Linked DNA regions of Mus musculus: regions 2, 3, 4, 5, 6 and 7 are each linked to region 1. Evidence: chromatin contacts called from public HiChIP or PLAC-seq and promoter capture Hi-C data. All regions are on one chromosome and are shown on one strand. The core of a region is the stretch at or near the end of the contact, and the rest is flanking DNA. Distances in the headings are between cores, read along the strand shown.

The links. Promoter capture Hi-C pulls out the DNA fragments that hold promoters and counts their contacts. HiChIP or PLAC-seq counts read pairs in DNA pulled down with a chosen protein or histone mark.
Region 2: a contact with region 1 is called in an HNF4G HiChIP or PLAC-seq map of pancreatic cancer cells. The contact joins the promoter of Hmgn2 here to the promoter of Tent5b in region 1. A contact is called at or near these places in 1 of 39 promoter capture datasets (liver) and 1 of 115 datasets of contacts at active chromatin or transcription factors (pancreatic cancer cells).
Region 3: a contact with region 1 is called in a promoter capture Hi-C map of embryonic stem cells, with 4 times the contacts expected there. The contact joins the promoter of Ahdc1 here to the promoter of Tent5b in region 1. A contact is called at or near these places in 8 of 39 promoter capture datasets (the 3T3-L1 cell line, the C10 cell line, embryonic stem cells and 4 more), 7 of 115 datasets of contacts at active chromatin or transcription factors (astrocytes, bone marrow-derived macrophages, craniofacial prominence and 4 more) and 2 of 9 other capture datasets (embryonic stem cells and liver).
Region 4: an H3K4me3 HiChIP or PLAC-seq map of bone marrow-derived macrophages shows a contact between it and region 1, with 5 times the contacts expected there. The contact joins the enhancer-like site here to the promoter of Tent5b in region 1. A contact is called at or near these places in 2 of 39 promoter capture datasets (hematopoietic stem and progenitor cells and neutrophils), 1 of 484 Hi-C or Micro-C datasets (muscle stem cells), 3 of 115 datasets of contacts at active chromatin or transcription factors (bone marrow-derived macrophages, embryonic stem cells and pancreatic cancer cells) and 1 of 9 other capture datasets (macrophages).
Region 5: a contact with region 1 is called in a FOXA1 HiChIP or PLAC-seq map of pancreatic cancer cells. The contact joins the enhancer-like site here to the promoter of Tent5b in region 1. A contact is called at or near these places in 2 of 39 promoter capture datasets (hippocampal neurons and pre-B cells) and 3 of 115 datasets of contacts at active chromatin or transcription factors (bone marrow-derived macrophages, embryonic stem cells and pancreatic cancer cells).
Region 6: an H3K4me3 HiChIP or PLAC-seq map of embryonic stem cells shows a contact between it and region 1, with 7 times the contacts expected there. The contact joins the promoter of Rps6ka1 here to the promoter of Tent5b in region 1. A contact is called at or near these places in 5 of 39 promoter capture datasets (cranial neural crest, hippocampal neurons, maxillary cranial neural crest and 2 more), 1 of 15 datasets of contacts at CTCF or cohesin (large pre-B cells), 1 of 484 Hi-C or Micro-C datasets (embryonic stem cells), 5 of 115 datasets of contacts at active chromatin or transcription factors (embryonic stem cells, large pre-B cells, pancreatic cancer cells and 1 more) and 1 of 9 other capture datasets (liver).
Region 7: a contact with region 1 is called in a promoter capture Hi-C map of pre-B cells, with 3 times the contacts expected there. The contact joins the enhancer-like site here to the promoter of Tent5b in region 1. A contact is called at or near these places in 2 of 39 promoter capture datasets (embryonic stem cells and pre-B cells), 1 of 15 datasets of contacts at CTCF or cohesin (large pre-B cells), 1 of 484 Hi-C or Micro-C datasets (B cells) and 3 of 115 datasets of contacts at active chromatin or transcription factors (T-cell acute lymphoblastic leukemia, embryonic stem cells and large pre-B cells).

What each region holds. Positions count from the first base shown.
Region 1 is chr4:133,478,805-133,481,505 of GRCm38.p6, forward strand. Tent5b (terminal nucleotidyltransferase 5B) reads left to right here and starts at 1,329. Exons shown (of 2, transcript NM_175307.6): 1 at 1,329-1,759. The coding sequence starts at 1,496. Gm13257 (a long non-coding RNA gene) reads right to left here. Exons shown (of 3, transcript XR_390815.4): 3 at 2,673-2,701.
Region 2 is chr4:133,966,621-133,969,321 of GRCm38.p6, forward strand. It overlaps Hmgn2 (high mobility group nucleosomal binding domain 2), which reads right to left and starts at 1,371. Exons shown (of 6, transcript NM_016957.3): 1 at 1,175-1,371; 2 at 337-381; 3 at 146-175. The coding sequence starts at 1,189. Dhdds (dehydrodolichyl diphosphate synthase) reads right to left here. Exons shown (of 9, transcript NM_001362959.1): 9 at 2,408-2,701.
Region 3 is chr4:133,010,111-133,012,811 of GRCm38.p6, forward strand. It overlaps Ahdc1 (AT hook, DNA binding motif, containing 1), which reads left to right and starts at 1,396. Exons shown (of 7, transcript NM_146155.3): 1 at 1,396-1,413; 2 at 2,080-2,177.
Region 4 is chr4:133,037,674-133,040,374 of GRCm38.p6, forward strand. The region is part of intron 2 of Ahdc1 (AT hook, DNA binding motif, containing 1); the gene reads left to right. Among named protein-coding and RNA genes, the nearest start is that of Ahdc1, 28 kb to the left of the region's middle. Within about 2 kb of position 1,353, at least 206 of the 459 cell types and tissues checked have an H3K27ac peak or open chromatin away from gene starts, as enhancers often do. A contact at or near this core is called in bone marrow-derived macrophages, embryonic stem cells, muscle stem cells and 1 more, where this site is marked.
Region 5 is chr4:133,903,112-133,905,812 of GRCm38.p6, forward strand. No RefSeq gene overlaps it. Among named protein-coding and RNA genes, the nearest start is that of Rps6ka1, 17 kb to the left of the region's middle. Within about 2 kb of position 1,395, at least 34 of the 459 cell types and tissues checked have an H3K27ac peak or open chromatin away from gene starts, as enhancers often do. A contact at or near this core is called in bone marrow-derived macrophages and pancreatic cancer cells, where this site is marked.
Region 6 is chr4:133,886,414-133,889,114 of GRCm38.p6, forward strand. It overlaps Rps6ka1 (ribosomal protein S6 kinase polypeptide 1), which reads right to left and starts at 1,384. Exons shown (of 22, transcript NM_009097.5): 1 at 1,157-1,384. The coding sequence starts at 1,219.
Region 7 is chr4:133,843,100-133,845,800 of GRCm38.p6, forward strand. No RefSeq gene overlaps it. Among named protein-coding and RNA genes, the nearest start is that of Gm12977, 28 kb to the right of the region's middle. Within about 2 kb of position 1,307, at least 72 of the 459 cell types and tissues checked have an H3K27ac peak or open chromatin away from gene starts, as enhancers often do. A contact at or near this core is called in T-cell acute lymphoblastic leukemia and pre-B cells, where this site is marked.

The DNA.
Region 1 (2,701 bases), core at 79-2,578:
CCAGGATCTTGCACTAGGCAAGCATTCCGAGCCACTGAGCCAAATCCATGTGCAGGAGAGTATTATGCCTGGACCTCAAACGCTTTCATCAGTAGCCTCGGGGATCTAGAGTTCAGAGACAACTCAGTCAAAGATCTCATTTTTATTTCCCTCGTTTTGTGGCACCAGAGGTTGAAGCCTGGGTCTCCGGCACACTAGGCGAGCAATTGGTCAGCGCTTTATATCTCCAGCCTGTTGATGTTGTTGTTGACAGGGTCTCACTGTATATCCCCGGCTGACCCAGAACTCAACAGGCAGACAAGGATAACTGAACGTCTTATCCTCCTGCCCACACCACTGGAATGCTGGGGTTACACATCTGGTGGAACACACGGGGCCTCCTCCAGGGGTTTTTAGAGTGGCCTGAGGCTGGGGCCGGCTTTCAGAAAGAAGAAATGTGTGTTCTGGTTTGAGGCAGGTCAAGCTGTGCCCTGACAGAAACTGGGGTATAGTAGCTGTTTCTAAGTCCTGGATTCTTCTTCCCTGTCTTTTAATCCTTAGTCTGCCTTTTAGGAAAATGGAAGGCTACAGAATTTGCTATATTATTATTACGAGAATGACAAGAAAAAAATACTGCGGCGATGAACAGGGCGATTCGATTTCGATTCTCCCTCCTGCCCATGACACATATATTTAAAATCTGAAAAGGAGGAGGGGATAAGATTCAAAAGTAGCAATAAGCCTCGGCCTCTATGATCTGTAGAGAGAAAGAGAAAAAAAATAGTAATATCCATCCCAGAAAAACCCTGGGTGGGCCCAGATGGAGCAAAGAGCTACATAGATCTTTAAACCTCCATCAGGACCATAACTGACACTCACATGCTACATGATGATGGGTAATAACGCCCTCTCTCTAAGCAGATTTCACCTCACCTAAGATGGAACAGGTACGCCAGGCATGCGGTAATTCGAAGGGCCAATCAAAGGAATAAATTAGAAAGCGGCCGGGCCGCCTTGTCAACACGGCAACATTACTCTACACAGACCTCCCTCGACTTCTGCCGCTGGAGGGCGCTGTCCCTCTAAGTCCCGGCAGGCTCGGGCCAATCGCAAGCAGCAGCTTCTTTAAAGACCAAAGGAGGGAATTCGGTCCGAGAGAGGGGGCGGGGAAGGGGCGTGCCTTTCAGCCAATCAGAAACTCCTGAGAGCCAGCGATTCCCTTGCAAAACTGTGTTGGCCCGTGATAGGGGGAGGGACAAGAGGAGGGCATCTCCTGCTGTGTGACAGCTGTGCTGACCAATGGGCGTGCGGCCCGCGGCCTATAAGTGTCAGCTGGGCCCGAGCCGCCTGGCTCTAAGATCTGTTAGTCCTCCCTGCCGTCGGGGGTGTTCCCTGGGTTTGCCTCGCCGCCGCCGGGTCCCCGCACCCCGCCTTGGCCCGTGCACAGCCACTCTCCCTGCCCTCCTCGCCTTCACCATTCCCGGGTTTCTGCCGTCCAGGCACCGGGGCCGGGTGAATGATGCCGTCGGAGAGTGGAGCTGAGAGCCTGGAGCAGCCAGCTGCGCAGGTGGGGACCGGTGCAGCCTCGGCAGTGGCCACGGCTGGGGCGGCCGGCGGCGGCCCGGACCCGGAGGCCTCCTCGGCCTCCCTGGGACGGCACCAGAGTCGGCTGAGCTGGCCACAGGTGAAGCGGCTGGACGCGCTGCTGAAAGAGCCGATCCCCATTCACGGACGAGGCAACTTCCCCACGCTGAGCGTGCAGCCCCAGCAGATCGTGCAGGTGAGGGGGACCCTGGCAGGGTCGGGGGTGGGGTGGTGCTCTGCTGCAAGGTACCTGGAGTCTATGACTGGCCGGGAAGCTAGGGAAACTAAGAAACAGGAACCCGACTACTAGTTCAGCTCTTCCTGCACCCTGCTGAGCTTGCCTGCTTGCCGTTCTGGGGACCTCTTATTCCCTTGGGAACCACTCACCAAGACCCTGGCTGGGAAATGGGGTGGAGATGGAGGAGGCACTAGATGGGACATCGCCCTGGCAGTCGCCAGTGAGGAGGGTGTGTACCTGGTTCCAGAATAGCTTTTCTTCTTCTACCTCACATCCTTGGACCTCCTGCACCCTCAGGGTTCTAGGGCACTCTGCCCTTGTGTTCCCACAACCCTTAGCTCAAGAAGCCTTGGCTAGGTGAAACAGCCCAGAAATTCCTGGGAAAGCTCCCAACCTCCCACGTGTTGCGGCCAGACCGGAGACCTCACCCCTTTGAAGATAGCATCAAATTTCCATTTTAGGGGTTCCTTCTCCCTTAAGGCTAGAATGAAGGCCGGCCCAAGGTTCAGACCCCAAAACACTATCTCCCTCCTGAGGATCAGATTCTGGCAGCTGCCCCCCTCCCCCATCAAACTACAGCTCTTTTAACCTAACCCTGCAAGACCCCAAACTTGCTCTTTCTGCATACAGCCCGAGCACTGTGGAATTCTGAAATACCAGAGGATGCCCGTTCTTATACCCCATTCTAACTGAGGCCTCGGGTGGGAGGGTGAGCTACCTACCAAAGGCTATCCAGTGAGGTGGAGGTCAGGTTCAGGGAGGGAGTCCTGGAGCTCCCCAGGAACAGATGGTATCTGATCAACAGTTCCTCTCCCCCCCCATCCCCATCCCACCCCACTCCCCAGATTCCCAAACTCAACATCTAGTCCTGAAGTCCCTGTATAATGAAACCCAGAAAAG
Region 2 (2,701 bases), core at 121-2,620, 490 kb after region 1:
GTCTTAAGCATCAGAACGTGGGACAACAGCAAACACCTCTAGATGTGCAACAGCCACCATATATAATGCAACGGGATCACAGAGATCCGCCCCCAAGTGGTTCCCAGTATCAGGTAAAGATCAGGAAATAGACGCATACACTTACAGCAGACAACCTCGCAGATCTTCTCTGTGGCTATTAAAAAAGAAAGTAAGAGGAATAAGCACAGGTCTCCTCACTAGTCAGCTTCACATTAAAGAAAAGTTAATGAGACAATTCGTGGTCATTTACTACCACAGAACCTTGGTAGCTACTACGCAAGGCTTTGTGCGTTGCCCTCAATGGATAAGACTCACCTCGTCCTTCACCTTGGTTTTGTCTCCTTTAGCATCCCCTTCAGCCTACAAAATGATAAAAAGACCAAAACTTGTAACCTCGGAGGCAAATCTCAGAGAACCGGAACTTAACAGCAACCGTCAGACCCCATTCTAAAAACGCATACACCCAAGTTTTATATAAGAAGCCTTAACGGGGATAAGGCCCAACTAAAGTCCGAGACGCACGGAAGACCGGGCAGGCTGGCCGCAGAGCGCGGGAGAAGCTGGAGCCTGGCCCCACAGGCGCTCGGAGCCACCAGCGCCAGGCATTAACAGCTGCAGATTGTGCAAACAAACCTCTCCGGAGGCGGCGCCTGGCGCCGTTGCCATGGCAGCCGTCGAGGGCGGGAGCTCGGGGAAGCCGTGGGCGGGGGCGCGCGTCTCGTGCGCCCGGAACGTGGGCGGCCGGGGAGGGCGGAGCCACGCCGCGGGCCCGCCCCTCGCGGACGCAGTTTTGGCGGCAGCGCGCTCCCCCGCCCGCCCAGCCGAGCGCCGCCTTCCCGCCCTTTCGGGTTTGAATCGCCCGCTCGTTCGCTCGCTCGCCCGCGGGAGGAAGGGAGGAGGGGAGGGGGCTGCCGGTGGGGGAGGGGGCGCGGGCGGCCACAGGGAGCGGGATAAACAGCTGCCAACATGGCTCCTCCTGCTACCGCCACCGAGCCTCCAATATGGCTTCTGGCGCCCGCGGGCAGCGCGCCTCGCACGATTCGCCCCGCAGCCGGACTCGGGCTGGAACCTCGCGCCGCGCCCGACCTACCGCCGAGTCCCGAGCCCGAGGCTGGCGGTGGTCCCGGGGCGCCCGCGCGCTCGCGCCACGTACCTTTCTTTTGGGCATGGTGGCGGCAGGGGACGTCGGCGCTGAGCACGGGGATACAGCGGCGCGCGGGTTTGCTCCGTCCGGGGGTCGTCCTCGCTGCTTCCTCACACTGCTCGGGCTCCGGGGGGTTTATAAAGTTTTTATAGCGCTGGGAGCCCCGGACCGGTTAGAACCGGATTTCACCTCCCGTCGCCGCTCATTGGCCCAGTTGGGGTCACGTGGGCGGGGTTTAAACTCACCTCCTCTGGAGTGAGGAGGGGGTGCAGGGGGAGGGCGCTCGAGACGGCGGCGCGCCTTGGGGGAGGGGGCGCGCCTCGGAGTCGGAGGTAATAAATGAGGGGCGCGCGAGGCGGCAGGCTTGGGGTTCCGCTCCCGCCCAGACCTGGCTTTTGCAAACTACCAAGTTCCTTCCACCTTATGCAACCCTTCTACCCACTTCTCCAAGCCGTGCGACACTGGGCACATCTCGGCCGCTTTCCTTCCTGCTCCCGCCGGGGCCCCAGCAGAGGGGTTTGTGAGGCCTGGCCGCGCCGCCCAGCTCCAGAGGCGGCGGGAAGCGCGCCGGCCGCAGCCCCGGGGACCACGGGCTCCCGTGGGCTGAGAGCCGGGAGGCTAAGCTTGGCGCAGTCGGACGTGCATCCTTTTGAGTTGCCACCTTGGGGAGTCCCTCGGTGTGCTCACCTGGAAAGCAGTCCACGGGATGTGGAGGTGTGGGCTGGGAGGGGAGACTTTCCACACAGGGATGCCTTTCGGGTACAGCGGGGCAGGTAGGAGCTGTCCTTTCAGCACCTACTGCTGAGCCGCCTCCCCAACGTTAAACAGCCCCCCAACATCTGCCTGGTAGCTTCCTTAAATCCCCTCTGGCCCCTGTCACAGAATGGTGGAGAAAAGCCGGCGCCCCAGCCCGGGAGCACGCCCCTCCCACTCGGCTCTCTGGGTCTGGGCTGCAGCTACCCAGCTGCCCCCACTCAGCAGAGGCCATGGAACCTGGGCTTTGCAGATGCCACAGCTGGCTAAAGCCCGCCTCACACACCATCGAGCTGGCTTGCTCTCGGTTGCGTGAGGAAAAGGCGGTTGAAGGGAAGCGCCGGAAGATTAGGAAACAAGTAGATGAACAGGTGTGATGGCAGAGGGGCCCTTCCAGGCCACCCCCGCCCAAAGTCCGGCCTTCTAGAGCTAGCTGAGTGCACCCGATGGAGGGGGCCAACTGCAGCAGTAAAGCAAAACCTTCTCTCGTTTGCAGTTACCACACAAACCTTGTATCTCAAAAAGAAAATTTTAAATTCTTTTTGACATCCATAACACAACTGGCTAACATCTGCAATAGGGTGTTTGGTGCTCAGGCGGAAGGCACAAAATAGGTCCCATCTTAATTTCTGAGGCAAGGGTTGAAGCTAGTTTGTAATAGCCATGGCAGCAGAAAGCAGACATCTGCGAATTCAAATCAAGCATTTTTCAGCCTTTGCCTCTGGACAACAGTGGATCTGCCTCTCCTTTCCACGCCCACAGTGGCTCCCGAGGCAGCCATCC
Region 3 (2,701 bases), core at 146-2,645, 470 kb before region 1:
GGTGTGGATGTGTTGTTAGCATAATGTCACCATCTAAACATGTGTTGACTAGCAATTACCCTGCAAGAGCAAAGAAGGCATCAGAAGCAGGTGGATCAGGGAGTAAAGGCATTGCTAGAGAAGCTTAGGACATGGGGCAAGATGGACTAAGTTGGCAGACATTGGCCAAAGGAATGTCAGACACAGTCATGAGTTGGGATCAGCTCAGAAGCAGTCAATAGACAAGTAGCAGGGCAGTGATCACTGCATCACTCATCTGTTTCTTCTGCAAACCTTATCTACCTTAGTGCCAAGGGAGGACACATAGACACAGGGAAGAAAGATCAACAGTAAAGGATGGCGGGGACGCGGGGGGGGGGGGGTGGAGTAGAGGGAATCACCACTCTGTTACCGCCCAAGGGTTAAGGAAGGAAGGAAGCTTTGAAATTATCCAGATGCTGAATCTACCACTTTCTAATCGGGACACCTGGGCTCCGGAACTCTTATATCTAAAATAGAAATAAGGTCTCGTAGGGTTTTTTCTGCAAGGCTCCAAGGACCCCGTGCTGCCCGGGTGCTCAGTAAATGGCAGCCGCGGCAATTCTCCTTTCAGAGCTGTCCAGCCACCTCCCTGGGGGTAACAAAGCCTTCCTCAGAGGCGCACATTCCCATCTGTGGGATAGGCAAGGCAGGGGGCCCAGAGCCAGGGGCTGGAGAACAGATGTGACCTGAAGAGGAGGTAGGTGAAAGTGCTGCGCCCAACCCCCACGCCGCAGCAGGCGCTGGAGAACTGTTGAATTCCGCTCACAAACAATTGTTCAAATTCAGAAGGCATGGTATCTACACTTTGTCCAGAATTTTTTGCGCCCTCGCCGCCCGTGGACGACAATAAAAAGTAGGCGCTGGAAGAACTAAATCCAGGGCTGAGTTTGAGGCGAAGGGCCACGAAATGCGGAGGAGACTGTAGCGTTTCCAGAGCGGCTTTCTTGCCAAACGCCTCTTCTGATAGGAAAAACGTCCCCAAATTGAAAGTGTAGGTCCTCTCGTCTCTCCATGGGCCCTCTCAACGTGTTTGGGACACCCCAGAAAGTCGCAGCCCTTTTGGCTCATCCTCTGATGCCCGATTCCACTCATTTTATTCTCAGACCCCGCCCCTGCGCTACCACCCGCAACCTTGGCGCAGCCAGAGCCCCGAGTAGGGGCCTCGGAACGCCCGGAATGTTCCTAACCCTTGAGGAGGATCAGCAGTCCTAGATAAAACGGGATTCATCCGGGCCAGGGATACTCCGGCATAGGGTCCGCTCCGGGCCGCGCCGTCGGAGCAGCCGGAGTGGCCCCGCCCGCACAGCGCGCGGAGCGGCCGAACAGGGACTACAAGTCCCGGCGTGCTCTGCGCGCGCTCCCCCCTGGGGTTCCGGATGGTGAGCAGCGAAGGTAAGGCGAGCTCGCAGAGGCAACGGCGGCGGCGGCGGAGACGGAGAGAGGCAGGCAGGCAGGCAGGGCGAGGGCGAGAGACGGAGGGAGGGAGCGAGCGAGGCAGACCAGACAGACAGACAGGCGGGCGGGCGGGCCGAGCGAGCCACCCGCCAGGCTGCGCTCAGCCCCGCTCGCAGCGGAGAGAGCAGAAGGCAGGAGGAGGGAGGGGAGGAGGGAGGAGGGAGGGAGAGAGGGAATCCAGCTACCACCACCCAAAGCCAGCGTCTGCTTTCTGTCCTCATTTCCTTTTCCCACCCAGCTCGGAGAGCAGAGAAAGGCAGAGAGAGAGAGAGAAATAGAGACAGGCAGACAAACAGACAGACAGACAGAGCGGGAGGGAGGAGGGCGGCGGAGGAGGAGCAGGAGGACTACGCGGGGCGTCTTCCCTCCCAGGTTTGCAATTGGGGGGTTGGGGCGGGGGTGTCCAGGGCTGTGAGAGTGTGTGAGCGGCTGGGGAAGCGAGTGGGGCGCAGATAGCGAAGGAGTAATCGTGGTGGGGGGGACGCCGCGGGAGCGGGGGGCCGTGTCCAGCGGAGTTAGCGGCGGAGAATGTGAGCCGAGGCGCGAGCCATGCTGTCAGCGACGGCAGGCGGCTCAGGGCTCCTCTACGACTCCTCTTCCCAGCAGCCGGGCGCCCGTGTCGCTGCCGCCGGCGGAAGATAGACGCCCCCCGAAACCCCTCGCCTGGCTCGGACCCACGGAGCCGGCAGCCCAGCACTCCGGTAAGTAGCGCCTCCTGCCCAGCAATAGACGCGGTTGGGGACCGGCCGGCCAGGCTCTTTTGTGCAGCGCACTGTGGGGGGGCCCAGCGCCCCCAGTCCGGTCCGCCGGACCCCGTGGCTGCGGTGCCCGCGGTGCGATCGGTCTTTGTTTCCACCGGGGCCCGCGGCTCGGCTGGGCTCGGCTCGAAGCCTGGCAGGCAGCGCCGGGAAGGGGGAGGGGGAGGTGGACGGGGAGGGGGGGCGGGGAGGGGGGGTTCTCGGGTTTCCTGGCCGCCCCGCGGCTCCCCCGGCTCGGGGGCGAGGTGCGCGCCCAGAGCTGCCGCGCACCCCCTCCTCCTCCCCCTCCCTCCGCCTTTGGATTTAAAACTGCAATTTGCTCTCCAGCTTGCTGAGAATGTGGGGGGGGGGATGTAGGGGGACCGTGGGAGCGGAGAACAAGGCTGGATTTTAGGATAGGCGCTGGGAAAAGGGGAGACTGCGGAGGGAGGAGCCCCTCCCCTCCAGCCCCCAAATCCCAAGGTTCC
Region 4 (2,701 bases), core at 103-2,602, 440 kb before region 1:
ATATGTGACTGCCAACCTTTGTGTTTCCTTGCTTGGAGTGGTGTGTGTGTGTGTGTAGGGAGCAGGAAGCATCTCCAGGCTCTGTGAGGATGCGCCCCCCCCCCACGCCCGCCCGCCCGCCCTGTGTCACATCTCTCATTTTTGTACCCCTTACCTCTGAGGCTGGGTTGAGTCCGGAATATGATAAACAAGTTAACTTCAGGGGCCAAGTAGTCTGAGACGAGCATTGGAAAGCAGAGTGCAGTCTTTGGGCTCTTGGACATCCAAAATGGTATCCATCTTTAGACCCTCTAGCTGTCCCACAGCAGGTGCTGAACCGACTCAACTGTTGCAGCGGGGTACTAAAGAGTTGGGAGACCTCTATTGGGTACCTACTCTGACACATTGGGCTTTAGTTTCCGCCTCTGTTTAAGGTTTAATTACTTTGTGTCAGTAATTAATATTCTGAAGCCAGTTTGTCTGACTTTGGGCTGTGCTGCTGTCAAACCTCTGGCAGGTCACTACTGAACCTCAGTTTCCTCCGGCAAGAAACACTGTATCTTTATTGGGACCTTAATGGAGTTAATGCTCTTTGATACTGCAGAGCCAGTGTGCATGTTGTTGGCCACTAATATGAAGTAGGCGCTAGATGTAAATGTATGAAAATACACTGTTTTGGTGTAAGGGACTTTTACTCTGAAAGGGGGGATTTTTAAATCCCTCTCAATAAATATCCCTCCCCCCTCAAAAAAAAAAGTTTTGCTCAGGAAAAGGCGCACGGCAAAGTGAATAAGGTACTCTCCGAATAAAGCCGGGTAGCTCATCCCAACTTACAGGTAAGGAAATCGAGGCCGGTGATTGGCCACTGGTGCTCGGCGGCGCTATCCAGTGAGGCCTGAGTCCGCCGCTGGGGAGGGAGTGCCCGGGCCGCGGGCGCTCACCGGAGGAGGGGCGTGCAGGTAGCGGGCGCCTCGCAGCCACCAGCCGCAATCAGGCGGTGTTAGCAATTCTGCCGCTCGACCGGCCGAGCAAGCGAGTCGGGCCGGGTGTCTCCCGGGCCCTCCCCAGCCCCGAGCCGGATAGAAGCGGCCCTCCCCTCCCCTTCCACGTGTCCCTCCTCCGCGGGTAGCCGAGGGCCCCGGCTAGCGGGACGGGGGCCAGGAAAAAGCCGAAAACAGCGCGGCCGGGCCGCTCCCCTCCCGCTCAAAATAGCCCCCGGCCGGGGCTGCCACGCATTCCGCCGTCCCCGGGGCGCGGGAAGGAGCGGCGGGCCGGGCGACGTGGCTGCCTCGCCGAGTGGGACTGGGTGGGGGCGAGGGCGGGCCGCGCGGTCGCTCGCTCCCTCGCTCGGCCGGCCCGCATGTGGCTCTCCTTCGGGGAGCCTTGGCAGCCCAGGCGGCGCGCTGCGCCGGGATGATGGAGAGCTTCTGGAATTTCCTGCAGCTGGAGAGCGCGAGCGGCCGGGGGAGCCGGCCCAGCGCGGCTCGGGAAGGGGGCGCCGAGCCGGCCGACCCCCGCACGCGTCTCCGTAGCCTCCGCCGCCGCCGTCGCCGCTCCGGGGGTGGGAGAGGTTTCCCGGACCTCCCCCGGGCGAGGCGGGAGGCTCCCCTCCCCCGCCGCTCCTTCGGGGCTGGCGGGGGTCCAGGCCCGCCCTTCCCCGGCCTGGGCGGCGGACAGGGGCCAGGTGCAGGCGACGCCCCTCCCCCCGCCGCCTGGTTTCCCTCTCGGCCCCGTCACCTCCGCCGGAGTCAGAAGCCCTGCGGCCTCCTGGGGAGGGGGCGGGGGCGCAGGCGCGGCCACCGGGCGGCCAGGTAGCTCGAGGGGCGGCGGCGGCGGCAAAACTCCGGAGCGGCTTCTTTCGGCCGGCAGACCCGCGCCTCCTGCTCGAGCCGAGGCGTCGAAGGGCTTCCTCTCTGCCGAAGGCAGGCGAGGCCGTTCGCTCCCAGGCCCCCTTCTCTGGCAACGACCGAGCCAGTGGACCGCGGACGGCTGGGGACCATCCTTGATGATTTCCCCAACTCCGGCAGCAGCTTGCTTTGGGGCATAACTGCACCCTGCGGGTCAGGGAGTCCAGAAAAGGGACCCGGGAGGGAGGGCGTCCCGTTTACCGGAGCCCCGAAAGCCAGGGGAGTTGGTAAGTGACCTCTCAGGGCTCTTCCTTTTCTCTTTTCTTTTCTTTTCTTTTCTTTTCTTTTCTTTTCTTTTCTTTTCTTTTCTTTTCTTTTCTTTTCTTTTCTTTTCTTTTCTTTTCCTTTACTGTTGGGAGTGTGTCCGCGCGCGCGTGTGTGTTCAGAGATTACTTTCCCCACAACTTTGCCTGATTCTAGTACCGTTTGGTAAAGTGCGGATGGAAACGGATGAACCGTTTGGCCACTCCCAGCCGAAGGCTCTGATTCAGTTACAATTCCCGCCCCCACCGAGCTCACCGCGCCGCGTTAAACCGAAGCATCGGTGGTAGTAGGCATGGTTTGATTCTTTCTCTGCCCTGCACTGTTCAGTGTCTTTGGGCAAGTCTCTTTACTCCTTTACCTTTGACTTTTCTGAAAAAACTAGGCCTTGTGGGGCTTAAAGTTGCACATGTAAGGCAATTAGTGTGGGGCCAACTCAGTAAGGACACCTGAGTACCAGCAGTCGCTTTCAGGAGGATAGAGGCCACCCTTAAAGCATTAATCCCATCTGCCTTCCACTGGCCCCTGTATAATGTGGTTTCCCAAGGTAATCA
Region 5 (2,701 bases), core at 145-2,644, 420 kb after region 1:
ACCAGCCCTCTTGTTAGTTTTTCTTTTTGTTGTTTTGAGAAAGGAGAGGGGAGTCTCACTCTGTAGACTTGGCTAGCCTGAAACTTGCTCTGTAGACTCTGCTGCCCTTGAACTTAAGAGATCTGCCTGCCTCTGTCCCCTTGAGTGCCAGGATTAAAGCCCTGTGTCATAACACCTGGCCCCAGACGCATACTTTGTTCTTGCTTTGGCTACAGGTGTTGTTAACTAGTATTTACTAGTTTTTAAATTAAAGCTTTCTAGCCTCTCTCAGAAGTCGGCCACCCGGGTCCTTGTCCTGCCTAGTCCCCTCCCTTAGATGACTGTGTCACAGGTGCTCCATGCCGTCCCTGACCTCCTCACTCACTCATGCTCTGGTGGGTGTCTAGCTTCGTGCTTTCACGTAGGCCATCTTACAAACGGAAGACTCTTAAATCCCAGAGAGGAAGAAGCTTACAATGTACACAGTGGGTTTGTGACAAAGCTGGCACCAAGCCAGGCTTCCCATGGCCCCTCGGTGACATAGACAATTGCCAGTGCCCTCAGATGTGAAGGGAACTCAAAAAGGGACTTTCCCAGCTCAGAACAAGCTAACTTTGTTTCCTGAACATATCCAATGGCAGTACCATGGTGGGGACCTCCTCACCCACTGGCCATACCACCCCCTCCCCACCCCGACACCTCTGCCCTCCACTTGGGCATGGTGCAGAGCTGTAGGGTGACCTTCCCAGAACCTCACGGGAAGTTCAGGGTGAATCTGTCTAACTTCTGCCCCAGCTCTTGACCGAAGACCAGAGGAATCTACCCCCAGCTCACCACCTGCGTTAGCCCCATTTCTTGGAACCCATGAACCTGCCCGTGAGCTGCCCCCAAATAAACCTGCCTTTTTACTCTCTATTTGGCTTGAATTAGCTTATCTCGTTGGTGGAGAAAAACCTATTAACTGTCTCAAAGCAAAAACAAACAAACAAACAAACAAACAAACAAAAATGGCCACGAAGAAGGAAGCATTTCCTGTCTTGTATAAACTGTATTTCATGAGAATAAAATACTTAGGACAAGTTCATTTTTATGGAAGAATTATCCAGGTAATGAGTGCAACGTGAGTAAGAAAAATCACCATTTGGCAATGCCTAACAACATAATGACTCATTAGTGGACGGCAAAGCCAATAGGGGAAAGGCCGACGGAGACTTCTATAAGGAAGAGATCAATAAGGCCTCAGATTAGTCAGCTAATAGAATATGTCAGCTAAAACATTACGCACTTCAGATTTGCTGTAATATTGGGTGTACCGAGCTGGAGATTCAGTTCAGATGTCACAGTGCTGCTTAGCACGCAGGAGGCCCTGGCTTCTATCCCTGGTACTGAATCAAATGGGAATGGTGGTGTTCACCTACAACCCCAGCCCTCAGCAGGTGGAGGCGAGAGGATCGGAATACAAGGTCATCCTCTCCTCTAAGGGGAGTCTGAGGCCAGGCTAGAATCCATCCAGCCTGTCTGGAAAACAAATGACAAACAGCACTTGAAGTGCAGATGACGGTGGCCGATGAAGTACTGTTGCCAAACACATTAAACCCCTCTAACCAAGTCTCTGGAAATGACTTTTCGTTTACTGGAAATCTAAGGCACAAGAGCAAGTTTAACTACACTTCTAGGAAACAACAAATTTTCTACAGTATGGCAACTCTGATGGGACAAATCCTCGGTGTTTCCACAAGTAAAGAGCACTGGGAACAAATAAAAAGTGAGATGGCTCAGCTGGTAGAGCAAGCTCGGGGAGCTGAGTTAGATTGATTGTTGGAGCTCTCGTGTAAAAGTGGGTGGGGAGGGCTGGGGAGAGGGCTCAGTGGTTAAGAGCACTTGGCTATGTGAGACCCTGAAATATTGCTAGCACTAATGATACTTTTTAAAATAAAAGAGGAGACAAGTAGGAGGTTGGGAAAATCTTTTGATTTTTCTTTTTGCAGACCTGTAGAGATTTTAGTCCCAAAAGGGGAAAAAATTTTGCAAAAATGTTCATACTTATTGAAGGTGAGAGGCAAATGATTAAGTTTTCTTTAATGTGATGGGATGTTGACATTTTTCTCTCCCAGCACGGGGTACTGAGCTGAGGGCCTCAAGCACTCTAGATTAGTTACATCTTATTCCCATGGCCGAGGAACTAGCAAAAAGCAATTTAATGGCGAGCGAGCGTCTGCTGGCTCATGGTTCACAAGATGCTGATTGAAGGGTACAGCCAGCCGGAAGAGCTCTGGGCAGCTAGCTGGTTGCACAGTGTCTGCAGTGAGGAAGTGGTGGACAGAGGAGGAAGGAGGGAGGAAGGAGGAGAGGGACGTGGGGGTAGAGATGTGGGGGGTTTCTGGTGGTGGGGGGAGTGGTGTGGGGAGGTGGGGTTTGTGGGTGGAATGGGTAGGGGATGGGGTGGGGGAATAGGTGGCATAGCAAGTGACAATGGGGGTGACATAGGTGGGGGGATGGGGAGTGGTGGGGAGAGATGATGCTGGTAGCATTTTATCTTCTCTTTTCCTTTGTGTCACTACATCAAAGAGGGTCTTCCCTCCTAAGTGAAAGGTCTCTGGAAATGCCCGCATAAACACACCCATGGGTGGGTCTCCTAGGAGATTCTAAAGCCAGTCAAATTGACAGTGAAGACCTGTGACAGCAGAGGAGCACACTGCCCTCTGAGCTGGACAGCCTCTTC
Region 6 (2,701 bases), core at 134-2,633, 410 kb after region 1:
CAGGTTGGTTACCTAATCCAGCCGCGCCCACCCTCCAATAGCCAGTGTAGCCCATCCCTTTAAAGGGGCAGCATGCCCTGAGTGCCTGGAGACTTGGGGATCTCACTGTGGATCCTCTCTCTGCCCGTGGTCCTGAGAGACAGGGCTCACAGTGACTGACCTGAGGTACCAAGCATAGGTAAAGGGGTTCAAGCCAGGAGAAAAAGCATCTAGGTTCTGGGATCAAGTGAGGTCTCCTGTACCCCAGCCTCCTGTACCCCAAAACAGCTCCAGTGAAGGAAGGCAGAGTTTCACCTGCCTCCTTCGCAGCAGGAGAGCAGGGAAAGTTTTAAAGTTGCTGGTTCAAAACTTGACCTTGATCCCAGGGTGACAGGACAGCACAGAAGTGGCCTCCTGCATGCTCAGGGTTGGACCACAAAGCCCTCAAAAAAGACAGGAGTTGCTTCTGGGAAAGGCTAGGTGGCAGAAGCCATACTGCCCAAGGGCTCAGCCTTTTTCTACAGGAAAGGAAGGAGGGAGAGAGGAAGACGGAGGCAGAGTCTCTTCTACAGAGACAGTCTTCACAAGATCTAAGGACTTTCCCCACTCTTCAGCATAATCTGAAGTAGGAAGACCCGGTGTCATTAGCTTTAGGGCAAAGGAAAGCAGGCTCCAACTCCAGAGGTGGTATCGTCCCACGTTCCATAACTGCCTGGGATTCAGCAGGGCTACCTTCCTAAGGTCAGAAGTGGAGGAACGAAGAGAGGTCTTGGGGAGAGGTTAAGGTGAGAAACCGGATTCCCATGATCCTTGTCTCTAGTAGAAGCCTAGACATCTGACCCAAGCCTTTCTCCCTTCTGCACTGATTGGGGCAACTCCCACAGCTACTAAAAGATGATAAGCGGGATGGGTCCTAGGTGTCAGATCTCAACACACCGTGGAGATTCCTCTCCTGGCTACTGCAGGGAGGTACTGAGAGCCCAGCAGAACCATCCCCTACACACGCACACCCGGAGCACAAGGGGGTGGAGCCGGACAGTGAGCTAGAGACCGGAGGGCACTCACGTCCCCGCGGGGCTGCAGAGACGCCGCGGGCCGCCCCCGCCCCGCCCCGGTGCGGATCCGGGCTGGCCGGCCGCCGCCGCCTGTCCCCCCAACCCCCGCCCCTCTCACTCACCTCCGGGTCCAGCGGCACCAGCTCCATGAGCGGCCAGGGCTCCTTGAGCTGGGCGAGCGGCATCGCGCCGCTGCCGGACCGCCCGCGCTCCTCCCGGCGGCCCCGGGCAGCGCTGCCTCTGGGCCACGGGGTCCCTGCTGCTACACCGAGACCCCCGCACGCCCCTGAGCCCCTCGCGCTCTGGATGGGCCGTCCGCCGCCGCCGCGGCACTCGCACTTCGGCTCGCTCCGTCACCCGGCGCCGCCGCGCCCATTGGCTACCTGCGCGGGGGCGGGGCCTGAGTAGCCCCGCCCAGTCCCCCCACGGCGCGGCATTCCCGGCGCGGACCCCCGCCCCCAACGCGCCGGGAGTCAGCCTTGCCTTCACGAGAGACCCCAGCCCACTGTCGGCCCTGCCCACCGGAGGCTCCGCGGGTTCCGTTTTCCCGGGCTTTGTGCCGCTTTGCAGACCTCGCTGGGGCCTCCGTTGTCCTGTCCTAGCAGCCTTTGGGATGTTAACCCAGATGTGCCTTCTCCCTCCAGGGGGAGGGGCTGCCACCCCACATTTACATGGGACGTCCTGGGCCTGATCCCGACTGAGGCGTGGAAGGAGCCTGGGCCTTGTGCCCTCTGGCTCTCAGCTCTCCAAGCCCTTAGGATCGCCCCCTTCCGAAAGCTTGTGCACATCACGGGAGCCCACACTTTGGGGTCTCCATGTGATCCCCGGGTCCCAAGCCAGCCAGCGCCAGGACCCACAGCGCCCCCAGGGTGATTTCCTAATACGCATTTTTTTTTCTCCTTCCTAGTCTGTTGTGCCCTATCACTTGAGGGCGCTGGTTTCAGGCCAGGTCCGCGCCTCTTCCGTGGCAGACCAGATTGTGGTCTGACTTGAGCAGGAGTCCCTGGAAAGAAGGCAAAATCCAGTTCTGGTGGGATCAGGATTCTCTCCAGTAAGATTTGGCCTGCTCTTAAGGAGATTTTAGGCCCCAGGTGTCGTGAGACTTACTCTCAGGTGAAAGACAAGCTGGCTCGTTTATTAAAAGCCTCCAGCGAAGACAGGCGTCATTGATAGGGAATTTATTTTTTGTTACGTTTCCTTGCTTGGTTATGGCCATGGAACCCAGGCTTTGCCGGCCAGGTCGTGTTGAGTATCTCCGACCTCCACCTTCAGGCAGCTTGTGATTTTTTTTTTGAGACTCCACCCCATCCTAGTAGACACCCTAAGCTATTTATCCGAAGTCACACAGCAGGTCAGGAGCACACTGGTGTTTAAAAGAGTGTGGGGTGGGTCCGTGGATGGACTCAATGGGTAAAAGAGCTTGCCTTCCCTGAGTCTGATCCCCAGGCCCCATGTGGTGGAAGAGAACCAACTCATAAGCAGTCCTTTGACCTCCACAAATGTGCACAGGGACAACCTTCCCCGATAAAGACATTTTAATGCAGTACATTTTTAAGTGGAGAGAAGTCACTCACGCCTCTAATCCTAGCAGTAGGGAGGCAGAGGCAGGAGGATCTCTGTTCAGGGCTAGCTTGGGCTACTTAGCCAATTCTAGGCCAGCCAGGGCT
Region 7 (2,701 bases), core at 57-2,556, 360 kb after region 1:
GTGTGTGTGTGTGTGTGTGTGTGTGTGTATGTGTTCCTGGGCTGAGTCCTCCCACTCACCTCTCCAGAGTCCTCCCACAGTTTAGTTCCACCCCTTTGCCCATGGCTGTGGCCGCTTCCATCCCTGAAGGTGCAGCACCCAATGAGGCCTCTCTCTTTGTTGAGTCATTTCCCCCCCACCTCCCCAGAGTTCATGGGGAACCCCTCTCTCTGTTTCTAGAAATAAAGTATTGCTATTCTGACTCTCTCAGCTCAGGGTGGAGGAACTTTCCGTGGGTGTGGGGGACTACCCCGAGGTGCGGTGGATTCTCCACTGCTGGTGATTTTTAATGGAGGGCTGGGTGCCCAGCTGAAGGGCTTTCCTGTAGGAGACAGGGGTTGGGTGTAGGCCTTTGAGGCTCTTTAACTGTAAGGTTTTATGAGTCATTATGAGTTGAAATTTAGCCTTTACATGAGGGTCAGATACAGGACATATATAGGCATAAGATAGACTCAAACGCAGCCTGCCTGGCGCATAGGAGCCTGAGACAGGAGTGGGGGTGGGTTGAAGGGAGGAGCTCAAGGCGATGGAGGTTTACCTGGGCAATAGGAAATAGGAGACCAAAAGGAGACAGGCCTGCTGAGATGGTTCATCGAGTAAAGACAATGCCACCCAGCCTAAGGACCTGAGGTTGATCCCCAGCTAGAAGAGAGCCAACTTCAGTACTATGTTCTCTGACCTCTGCCTACATGCTCTGTCACGTGTGCCCACACACATGAACATCATACACAACAAATAAGTTTTTTTTGTTGTTGTTTTTTTGTTTTTTCGAGACAGGATTTCTCTGTGTAGTCCTGGCTGGCCTGGAACTCACTCTGTAGACCAGGCTGGCCTCGAACTCAGAAATCCGCCTGCCTCTGCCTCCCGAGTGCTGGGATTAAAGGCGTGTGCCACTACGCCCGGCACTTTAAAAAAAAAATTTATTGGGGCTGGTGAGATGGCTCAGTGGGTAAGAGCACCCGACTGCTCTTCCGAAGGTCTGGAGTTCAAATCCCAGCAACCACATAATTTATTTATTACATGTAAGTACACTGTACCTGTCTTCAGACACTCTAGAAGAGGGAGTCAGATCTCGTTACGGATGGTTGGGAGCCACCATGTGGTTGCTGGGATTTGAACTTTGGAAGAGCAGTTGGTGCTCTTAACCGCTGAGCCATCTCACCAGCCCCACTTTTTTTTTTTTTTTTTTTTTTTTTTTTAAGTGGTCTAGCCACTTCCTTGCTTGGACACTTGTGGGTACATTCGTCTTCAATTTCCTTCCTGTGAAACCAAAAATGCCTACCTCATGAGACTACACGGGCCTCAGATGTGCTATGTCGCCGAGGCTGACCTCCAACCTCTGATCCTCAACAAAAAGGCCAAGCCACAGATGACCTGTCATTCCAGAGTTGAGAGGAGGGTTTAAATTCATGGGCTGAAGTCCCGAATGTTTGACTACTTAACGTGGGCAGGGAGTCAGACCTGCCTCTGACAAGGACTATCTTTGAGGTAATCCTAGACAGCAGGATACACAAATGGGCAGAGAGCCAGAAACGCTAAGGATGCTCGCACGGGGCAGGAGATGGCTCAGCAGTTAAGAGCTTGTCCTGCTCATCCCGAAGGCCTGAATTTGGCTTCAAGCGCCCACATCAGATGGCTCACTAACAGCAGTAACTCCAGTTCCATGGAATAGAATGCCTTCCTGTGCCTTCCATAGGCACCAGCATACGTGTGGTATACACAAGCGCTGTACATACACTTTGTTGTTGTTGTTTGGTTGTTTGAGACAGGGGTTTTCTGTGGAGAGCTGGCTGTCTTGGAATTTGATCTGTATACCAGACTGGTGGCCTTGAACTCACAGAAATCCACCTGCCACCAACTACCTCGCTATTCATGCACGTTATAAATAAATAAATAAATAAATAAATAAATAAATAAACAAATAAATAAATAAATAAATAAATAAATAAATGCAGAGACAGGGAGGCAGGTGGATATCGGTAAGCCTTGGCCAGTCTGGTCTACAGCACGAGTTCAAAGACAGCCTAGGATACACAGAGAAACCATGTATCGAAACCACACCCCCACCCCCACCAAAAACAAAGACAGACAGACAGGATGCTGAGATACCCTGGTGTGTAGGCCAGTATTGAGAGCGAGTCTCTGACCCAAAGGGAAGATGTCAGCTCCTCCCAGCGTCCCTCGGTCAGAACACGAATCTCCTGGACCTTCTAGAGCCGTCCTCAGTGTGTGCCCCGGAGGGGTTGGGAAACTTTCTATTTTCTTACCACTAGGAAGTGCCCCAATTTCCAACTTGCTTTCCACCATTTGCCAAGGAGGGGAACTTTCTTTTTCTTTTCTTTCTTTCTTTCTTTTTTTTAAAGATTTATTTATTATTAAATCTAAGTACACTGTAGCTGTCTTCAGACACCAGAAGAGGGCATCAGATTTCATTATGGATGCTTGTGAGCCACCATGTGGTTGCTGGGATTTGAACTCAGGACCTTTGGAAGAACAGTCAGTGCTCTTAACCACTGAGCCATCTCACCAGCTCCAAACCTAGATTTTTTTTTTTTGAGGGAGGGTCTCATCTCATGTAACTCGTGCTGTCTTGGGACACCCGTCACTGAGGTTCATCCTGTATTGAACTTGAGTCTCTGCCCCAAACCAAAAGCAAAAAAAA